Linked DNA regions of Mus musculus: all the other regions are linked to region 1. The links are chromatin contacts, called in public HiChIP or PLAC-seq maps. All regions are on one chromosome and are shown on one strand. The core of a region is the stretch at or near the end of the contact, and the rest is flanking DNA. Distances in the headings are between cores, read along the strand shown.

The links. HiChIP or PLAC-seq counts read pairs in DNA pulled down with a chosen protein or histone mark.
Region 2: a FOXA1 HiChIP or PLAC-seq map of pancreatic cancer cells shows a contact between it and region 1. The contact joins the enhancer-like site here to the promoter of Tbc1d15 in region 1. A contact is called at or near these places in 4 of 39 promoter capture datasets (cranial neural crest, embryonic stem cells, liver and 1 more) and 2 of 115 datasets of contacts at active chromatin or transcription factors (extraembryonic endoderm stem cells and pancreatic cancer cells).
Region 3: a contact with region 1 is called in a FOXA1 HiChIP or PLAC-seq map of pancreatic cancer cells. The contact joins the promoter of Tspan8 here to the promoter of Tbc1d15 in region 1. A contact is called at or near these places in 1 of 39 promoter capture datasets (erythroid cells) and 1 of 115 datasets of contacts at active chromatin or transcription factors (pancreatic cancer cells).

What each region holds. Positions count from the first base shown.
Region 1 is chr10:115,250,180-115,252,871 of GRCm38.p6, forward strand. Tbc1d15 (TBC1 domain family, member 15) reads right to left here and starts at 1,314. Exons shown (of 17, transcript NM_025706.3): 1 at 1,203-1,314. The coding sequence starts at 1,232.
Region 2 is chr10:116,186,486-116,189,177 of GRCm38.p6, forward strand. Ptprr (protein tyrosine phosphatase, receptor type, R) reads left to right here. Exons shown (of 14, transcript NM_011217.2): 6 at 1,715-1,983. Among named protein-coding and RNA genes, the nearest start is that of Taf7l2, 74 kb to the left of the region's middle. Within about 2 kb of position 1,391, at least 3 of the 459 cell types and tissues checked have an H3K27ac peak or open chromatin away from gene starts, as enhancers often do. A contact at or near this core is called in pancreatic cancer cells, where this site is marked.
Region 3 is chr10:115,815,922-115,818,613 of GRCm38.p6, forward strand. It overlaps Tspan8 (tetraspanin 8), which reads left to right and starts at 1,363. Exons shown (of 8, transcript NM_146010.2): 1 at 1,363-1,739. The coding sequence starts at 1,680.

The DNA of each region.
Region 1 (2,692 bases), core at 64-2,563:
TAAAAAAGACCAAAAATATTTTAAAAGGGCAAGGATATAAGTATACCCTAAAAGGATGCCCAACCAATTTTTCGAAAGAGCAAGACTACGTAACGTATAAGCGCTTCTGTTGCGTCTACCCCTAAGCACTCCAATACAGGATGCCCGGCATCCCTTCCGTTCTGCAGATAAAGACGAAGAACAGAGAAGCCTCAATTATCCAATTTCCCAAGGTCACAATTCAGATCTGCACCGAAGATAAGGCCGGTATTTGTTATTCCACAATCTAAATCTGCACAAACGCTGTCAAGTTCAAAACGAGGAGAAAAGCAGCGAAACATACTACGTGGAACTGAAGGAACAGCGGAAGCTATCTGCAACAAGTAAACAGGTCTTAGTGCTCTGAGTCATTACCAGCCGGTCACTGACGTTTGCGAAATAACTCGCCACTGGGAAACGCAGTCAGGTGCATCGCATGAAGCAGATAACCCTATATTCGCACAAGCTGTCTCTCTGCATATAAACTGCTAATCTAATCTAATCTCCGTACCTAATGGTGGTTCCTAGCCCACTGTGAGGGTGTCACTGACAGAGCCTCCTGTAAAACAGCAGGGCAGACACCCACACACAGAAACGCCCCCGAAGACATCTAGGAAACAAACGTTTTCATAAAGGCTTTTCTAGATGAGCCCAGCGCGGTGTCAATCGCCAGTTCCCAACCTAACGCCCGCAACCATTAACCATCTGGGTAATTTTTCGAACAGGACCCCAAGCTCTGAGGACAGAGTTGCAGAGCTCCTGGTCAGCTCCTCTGCATGGTGACTCGACGCCTTCCCCCAAAGACGACAGAGAGCCAAGCAAGCCAGGGTGGCCAAAGGCTTTTTACAAGAGAAGGTTTTACGGTCGGAAGGGCAGACGTAAAGAACCAGAGTCACAGGGGGAAGGAACGGATTCAGGGGTCCCCGAAAGGATCCGCGCTGCGGGGCAGAGCCGGGGACAAACGCCCAGGCCTGCACCGCCTGGGAGCAGGAACCGTCTAACCCCGCGCTCACCCAGCCAGCACCCCGGAGGGGCAGCTCGCACCCCGCGGAGCCCCTTCGCTGTCACACGCCGGTCTCCTCTGAAGCCGACCTGGCTCGCCTGCCCCTCGGCGGCCGCCCGCCCGCCCGCCAGCCGCAGGCCACCGGTCAGGAGCACCCGCACCAGCCGGTGCCGTTACTCACCTTCCCGCTCACAACACCCGCCGCCGCCATGTTCCCCCGCGCGTGCCTGGTGATGACGTAGCACAACCTCACGTGGCTCTCGGACTCACAACAACATCCGGTCGGGCTAAAATAACATCCGGGCGGGAAAGGGGCGGGGAGGAGCGGGAACAGCAGTTAGGCGCATGCGTGGTGAGGATGCTAAGAGGGTGGAGCCGTCGTGCCGTACTGCGCGTGCGCGTGCTTCCCCCACATTTTAAATAGAAGTCTACGGCTTTTGAAGTTTGCTCGGGCGTGGCACTTTTAACTTGGGGAACGGCTGGCGAGTCTCTTGGGTGTGATGGAAGGAGCACCTTGTTTAGACCCAGAACACGATGCCACAGCTTTCTTGCTTTAAATAAGTCACGGTAAAATTGGAATCGCCTTGAACATCAGCCCTGGAGCTAATACACGCAGAGACTTTTCCCCTTGATATTAGAGGATTCTGAACATGAGTATTGTTGCTGTCACTCACGCATGACCTTGAGCATGGTATTTTTATAGGAACTGTAGTTACTACAAGGCCCTTTATCGCTCCAGAGTTCAGGGTGCCTCCACAGCTTAGTGGTTATGATTTCAATTCCTAAAATTCACCCAAGCATCTGCATGTAAAGGATCATGTATGGCCATACGGATCTCCCCCATGTTTGGAAACAGATCGGTAAACTATTAAGTTCAAAATCTAATTCCTTCTCAGCGCAGCACCCTGAGACTTAGCTCCGGTACACAATAAAATTGACATCTTAGAGCAGTTAGCAATAGTTCTCCACCTACCTAATGCTGCGACCCTTTAATACAGTTTCTCATGTTTTGGTGCGGACCCCACCCCAACCAAAAAGTTGTTTTTGTTACTACTTCATAACTGTAACATTACTGCTATTATGAACCGTAAAGTATCTGTATTTTCCTATAGCCTTAAGAGACCCCTGTAAAAGTGTCGTTTCACCCACACAAGAGTCGTGCCTGCCCGCTGAGTTAGAGCCTTTTCAGGCTGCCTGAGGTAACAGCAGAAAAACGTGATCTGCAGGTTCTGTGAGTATCAGGAATCTAATCGGGGAGGGAGGTGCCTAAGTCTTACAGGAGAATGCATGCTTAGCCCCAGGAGGGACTCTGACCACCAAATATCAGAGATTCCAAGCAAGCCCTAGATCCCAGTGCCCAAGTTCTCACTGCTCGGTAAAGCAACGCATCTGCCAGCCATTAAGGAAGCAAGAGCGCAGTGAGTTGACAGCGAGAGAGCACAGGGGCTTATCAGTAGACCAGACTTCCCCAAGCCAACTGATTGTGGGTAGTAACCGGAGTCTGAATAATCAAAACTAGATTCTTCTGCTATCTCAGAAGGATGGAGTAATGTGGTTAAAGGAGAAACCTCACTATATTGTCAAAACTTAGCAGTGTCAGAATATAATGCTAAGTAATAGCAGTTACTCTACAACTTTTTGTAAATTTTAAAGAACTAATGTCTTAAATAT
Region 2 (2,692 bases), core at 141-2,640, 940 kb after region 1:
CTCTCTTTGATGGTTCACTTTAGATTTAATTTCATTCTGATCTGTTTTTATACATATATGTTGTTAAACAGACTCTTCTTCGATGTTATTCTGAGAATCCCTGAGAAATATTTTTAATATTCTAAAATAAAATTTCAAAAGTATTTATTTTATACCTTTAGATGAATGCATACATATGGCCACATATGTGCAGAGAGAGAGCTTAAATTTTCCAGAAGATTTAAATTATAGAAATAAGTAGACTTTTTTTTTCAAAAGAACTTTGAAAAGACAGGGAGGATATAATGTATTTCATGATTAGCTAGAGGGATGCTGACTAGAAAGAGCCAGGAAATATTCCTCCTAAACTCATGTCTGCTCAGCTGATGGAGCCTAGAAATTAAACCACGGAGTCAATGTCTTGAGGCATCCTGGATGCTGGGTGCTGTTCACCTTAATAACTGCAGATGGTGACTTGTCACCACTTTGTCCACATGAATTAGCTCATCAAGCCACACCTGACAACAAACTAGCAAAAATATTAGGACATCTGGCTTTTGTAGGAGTTGGGACAGCAGAGCCAGCATCAAGTAAATGTGAGTAGCAAAGAAACAAGAAAGATGCTTACGGTTCTGGAGGGAAATGGGGGCTTTAGAAATGGCGGTGGGAAATGCAAAAGAACACAGGTAGAGAGAGAATATTGGGGTCACAGGGCACAGCAGGGAAAGATGGGAGGGATCAACCATTCTGAAGACACTGTATAGACATGGCTGTCCCACCAGGCTCATTCTTTTAAAAGCTTCAAAGCGAGAGAAGGCCCAGTGTACAAACATACAATCTGCTCTTCCAGAAGACCAGGGTTCTATTCTCAGCACCCACATGGTGGTTCACAACCACCTATAACTCCGGTTCCTGGAATCCAGCATCCTATTCTGGCCTCCGTAGGCACCAGCCATGTACATAGCCATGTGTACACAGGTGCACGTTCAGGCAAAACACCAACAACCCATAAAACACAGAAAGATACTTTTATCTTTATCTTTGATGAATGCCCCCACATTGCTGCTTTGCCTAGTATTTAACAGATTCTCACGTTGATGTATGACTAATGACTTGTTTACCAAGATAAGAGTGGATTGCTAATAGAGTAACTATTCTTTTATTAATATTTTACAAGTCTTGCTTTCTTGCTATAAATGGATGCAGTTATCTATCTCTGTTAAGAATCGTAGGCCCATGTTTTATAGCTCTTCCTTCCAAAGGCCTCCCTTTTCAAGAAACTCCTATGATCCAACTGTCATCTGGCATCTTTGTAGAATGATTGCTAAATTTCCTTTTGGATCTATCCTTGGGGAACACATTCATGTGCACAGACTTTCAGGATGAATGTCCAACCCAACTGGAAATACCAGTCAAAGGCCATTGGCCTCTGCACCATCCCCACCTCCAACCTATGCCTGCATTGAGCAGTTAGTGCTCTGCTGGGTGATGATTGACTGTGCTGGCTGATCTTACTTATGTACCCAGCATATCCTTTGCAGGAAAATGATCTCAATGCCACAAAACCCAAGAACTTATATTAGAGGCTGGGACGACTTTATCGCTAAGGTTCACTTTGATGAGTCCTCTAAGGTGGGGAAGAGAAGACCCTATTCTGTGTGTCATCCAGGACACAAAAATCTCACAGAAGCCCTCATGTCGCTCTCTCTTTTTTTTTTTTTTTTTTTTTTTGTAGATTATTTACAGGTTAAAAGAAAGGCTTCAGCTTTCCTTAAGACAAGATAAAGAGAAAAACCAGGAGATCCACCTATCACCCATTGCACGGCAGCAAGCACAATCGGAGGCCAAGACGACCCACAGCATGGTCCAGCCCGATCAGGCGCCAAAGGTGCTGAACGTGGTTGTGGACCCTCAAGGCCAATGCACTCCTGAGATTCGAAACAGCACCTCCACCTCTGTCTGCCCTTCTCCCTTCAGAATGAAGCCCATAGGACTCCAGGAGCGGTAAGAGCCTCAACTGAGAACTCATTGAAATACAGTGTGTGTCTTGCTTTGTTTCTGAAAAGTTTCCTCCAGCTAAAAAGGGTGAAAATGTGAACCTACTGACCACGGGGCAGAACCATTCACCATGAGATGGGCCCCAGGAAGTAGGTTTCTTGTCACCCAAATGCGTCTCAATGTGCTTGGGAAAAACTTTCAGGGACATCTTTTTCTGTGGAGCTTGTGTAGACTCAAAGTCCATCTGCATCTATGGGGTGGTCTCTACCACCATTTGTTATCAGGGGCCACTAACCAGACATATAGAACTATCTCATTTAATTATGTTCAGACACACACGGTACAAGAGTTGCTAATAAATGCAAGTGTTTCCTTCAGATTTTCAAGCTGTTTGACATCATGTGGGACCTAATTTTGTGCCATAAATTAACTCATCTGAAGTTTCCTTTCTGCTTCCTTTAACCACGAGACTTATATATCAAGATCTATATTTTCGTTACCCTTACCTCTGTTTCAGACAAGCTTATCCCTGAGATGCACTTCCATTTAAAGCAAGTCCGGTGATGGGGGAAAAACTAGAATATGCAAAGTATATAATGAAGGGCTGGGTATTTTTTTTCTTCCAAATATTAATTTTTTTCCGTAGTGTTCTTACATAATTCTGTTATTTTCTGGTGGCGCGTGGAATTGATCGTAGTGCCCCATGCATGTTATA
Region 3 (2,692 bases), core at 113-2,612, 570 kb after region 1:
AAGAACTGAATGTATCAAGGGGTAGAGGTTGACTCAGATCATAATGGCCATGGGCTGAGGAGATGAGGGCTCAGACAGGAAAGTGTCTGGAGTCCAGCATCTAAGTCAAAGACAGGAGAGGCCGACGGTATACGTTGGTGGGCCCAGGGCTGCAGTGGGCAGGAACAGATTCCTGAAGCTCATTGTCCTACTGATCCATGAGCTTCTCACGTTCAGTATTACTTGGCGAACTAATCCTAGCTCTCACCTATTACATTTAATGTTATTGCTAATAATGCATCAGAAATGTATTTTAACAGTTACAAAGTAAAGGCAGATATTGGTGAAAATTAGAAAGATGTGTGTGTGTGTGTGTGTGTGTGTGTGAGAGAGAGAGAGAGAGAGACCCCAGTCACTTGTTTTAATTGTATTTAATGAAGTTTTTAGGGAATTGTTTTCCTAACAGACCCTTGAAGTATGCAATTGTTTTACTTAGGGGGCGAGGGAGGCCCTCTGAGTGGTATAAAAGAAAAGACCCAAGGCCCAGGTCGTTTCCTCTGCCCGAATAGATGGCAGAATGGTGCATTTACCTGGCGGAGGCAACATCCCAGTAGCACCAGAAGCAGCTGAATGGGCAGCTTTCAGTAGTCCACGAGTGCGTTCCCAAAGGAATTTTCTTTGTCAGCTGCCCAGAACCCAGAAACGGAGTTAGAGTGGAACTGTTGCTGTAGGTCATTTCTCAGAAGAGAGAAACCTGAGTCTACCTTAAAAACAAACCCAGCTATCAGGCCTGGTTACTGAGTCATAAGTAAACACAAAGGGGCAGCTCCTCAGAGTTTCCTTCCTTCCTGTTTTTTTTTTTTTTTTTTTCTTTTCACACAAAGATAAAAATAAACCCCCGAATGAATGCTCTTACGAGATCACGCAAAGGCAGGCCACTTCCCCTTTAATGATTGGAAGTGGCAGGCATTTAAGGGAGCTCCTTGGGATTTCTTTGAAAGAACAACAACAACAACAACAACACAACAACCAAACAAGACACTTGGCTAATTAATGTTTGTTTCCTTGTTCATTTGAAGTTGAGGAGAAGAAGTTATGGTAACTTAAGTCCGGATGCTTTGCAGGTTTCCAAATACCTATTGCTGAAAGGAACTTTGTGCTCCTATCAATTAAAAAAAGGGGGGGGGGATGCAAATCGAAGTGAGACACAAGGCCCATTTACTTGAGAGCCTGGCAGCCGATTTCCGCAGGGTTAGAAGAGAGGGCAGCCACACCAGCCAGCCAGCCAGCCAGCCAGCCTATCCACCTACTATCTCGCTGTGCCATTCTCCACCTCTGCCCCAGCCACTCCCATAACTTGATATCTGTTTACTCTAGAGGGAGCGGGCTTTGAGAAGCCATCATAAATATCCTGACCTAATGCCTTAGCAGCCATAAGAAGGAAAAGAATGTACTCGCCTGAAGATAACGTTTGAGATATTTAAAGGTGTGGGTTAATTTTTTATCCACTCCAATAACTGTTGGTTTTTTTTTTTTTCTTTTTTTTCTGTTCCTTCTGTCTACTTCTTTGCTCTCTATTTCTACCCCCGAAGCTGCAGGCACACGGATCTCTGCAGGCAAAATCCGTCAGAGCCTACGCAGGACAGCCTTCTACGGACTTCTTCATTCCACTGTAACTTGGTGGCTGCCCCTTCTCCGAAATGGCAGGTGTGAGCAGCTGTTTAAAGTATTCTATGTTTTTCTTCAACTTCTTGTTCTGGGTAAGTAGTTTTCTTTTAATTCTCAGTTTTGTTCAGGAAAGAAGACTTGAGATAAATATCACCACTGAGAACAGACTTACATAGAGCTAGAGGATAAGGGGGAAAAGACATTTTCCATTGAAATATTTACATTGGTTTGTCGCTGGCTGTTTGGGGAACTGAAAAGAAGCCAATGACTCCAAAAAACCAAACCAAACCAAACTAAACCAAACCAAACCAAAACAAAACGCCTGGTGTATTCAAGTTCTCTGAGGATAAACATTTCCCGAATGTTTTCATATTGTTGCAAGACTAAACACAGGGGGAAATATCCCTTAATTAAAGGACAATTATTCTCAGTTCTATGATGCCAATCAGCACTCTGTTTAAAGACTCCAAAGAAAACAGTTTGATTCAGCATGGCTTCTGGTTCCCTCCCTTTGACATCTAGGTTTGAAACAGGTGACTGACTAGTGGGTGGCAGGGTGGTAAATGCATGAGAGGATCATTTTCAGAGCCCCCAGGAAGAAAGAAATAGTCCCTGGAGAAGCAGTTAAGAGTATTTAATCATAAGATTCAGCTAAACCAGTGACTAGGTATTAGTATTTCGAAGTCAGTATTTTGGTGTGTCGTCAACCCATCCTTTCAAACAACAGGGTTTGTTTCTTGCAAATTATGCCTTGCTTAAGTCTGATGATGGCTCCCAAGGGCATTGAAAACATTATTTAACATTGAAAAAGCAAATGTCATGATCTGAGGGGGTGAGGGGGGATTTGGGAGAGAACATGTACACATATGGTATAATTAGAGGTGCTCACAAGTAAAGTAGTGGAAATGTCTCAGGATGCTGCAACAGAAAACAGTTCCATTGTTTCTGGATTGGAAAGTAGTTTATGCATTAAGGATAAGGAGCTCTGGTTTTTGTGTCTGAGCCTTTTGGCCTTTAACAGATGGCTGGTATCGGTCCAATACAT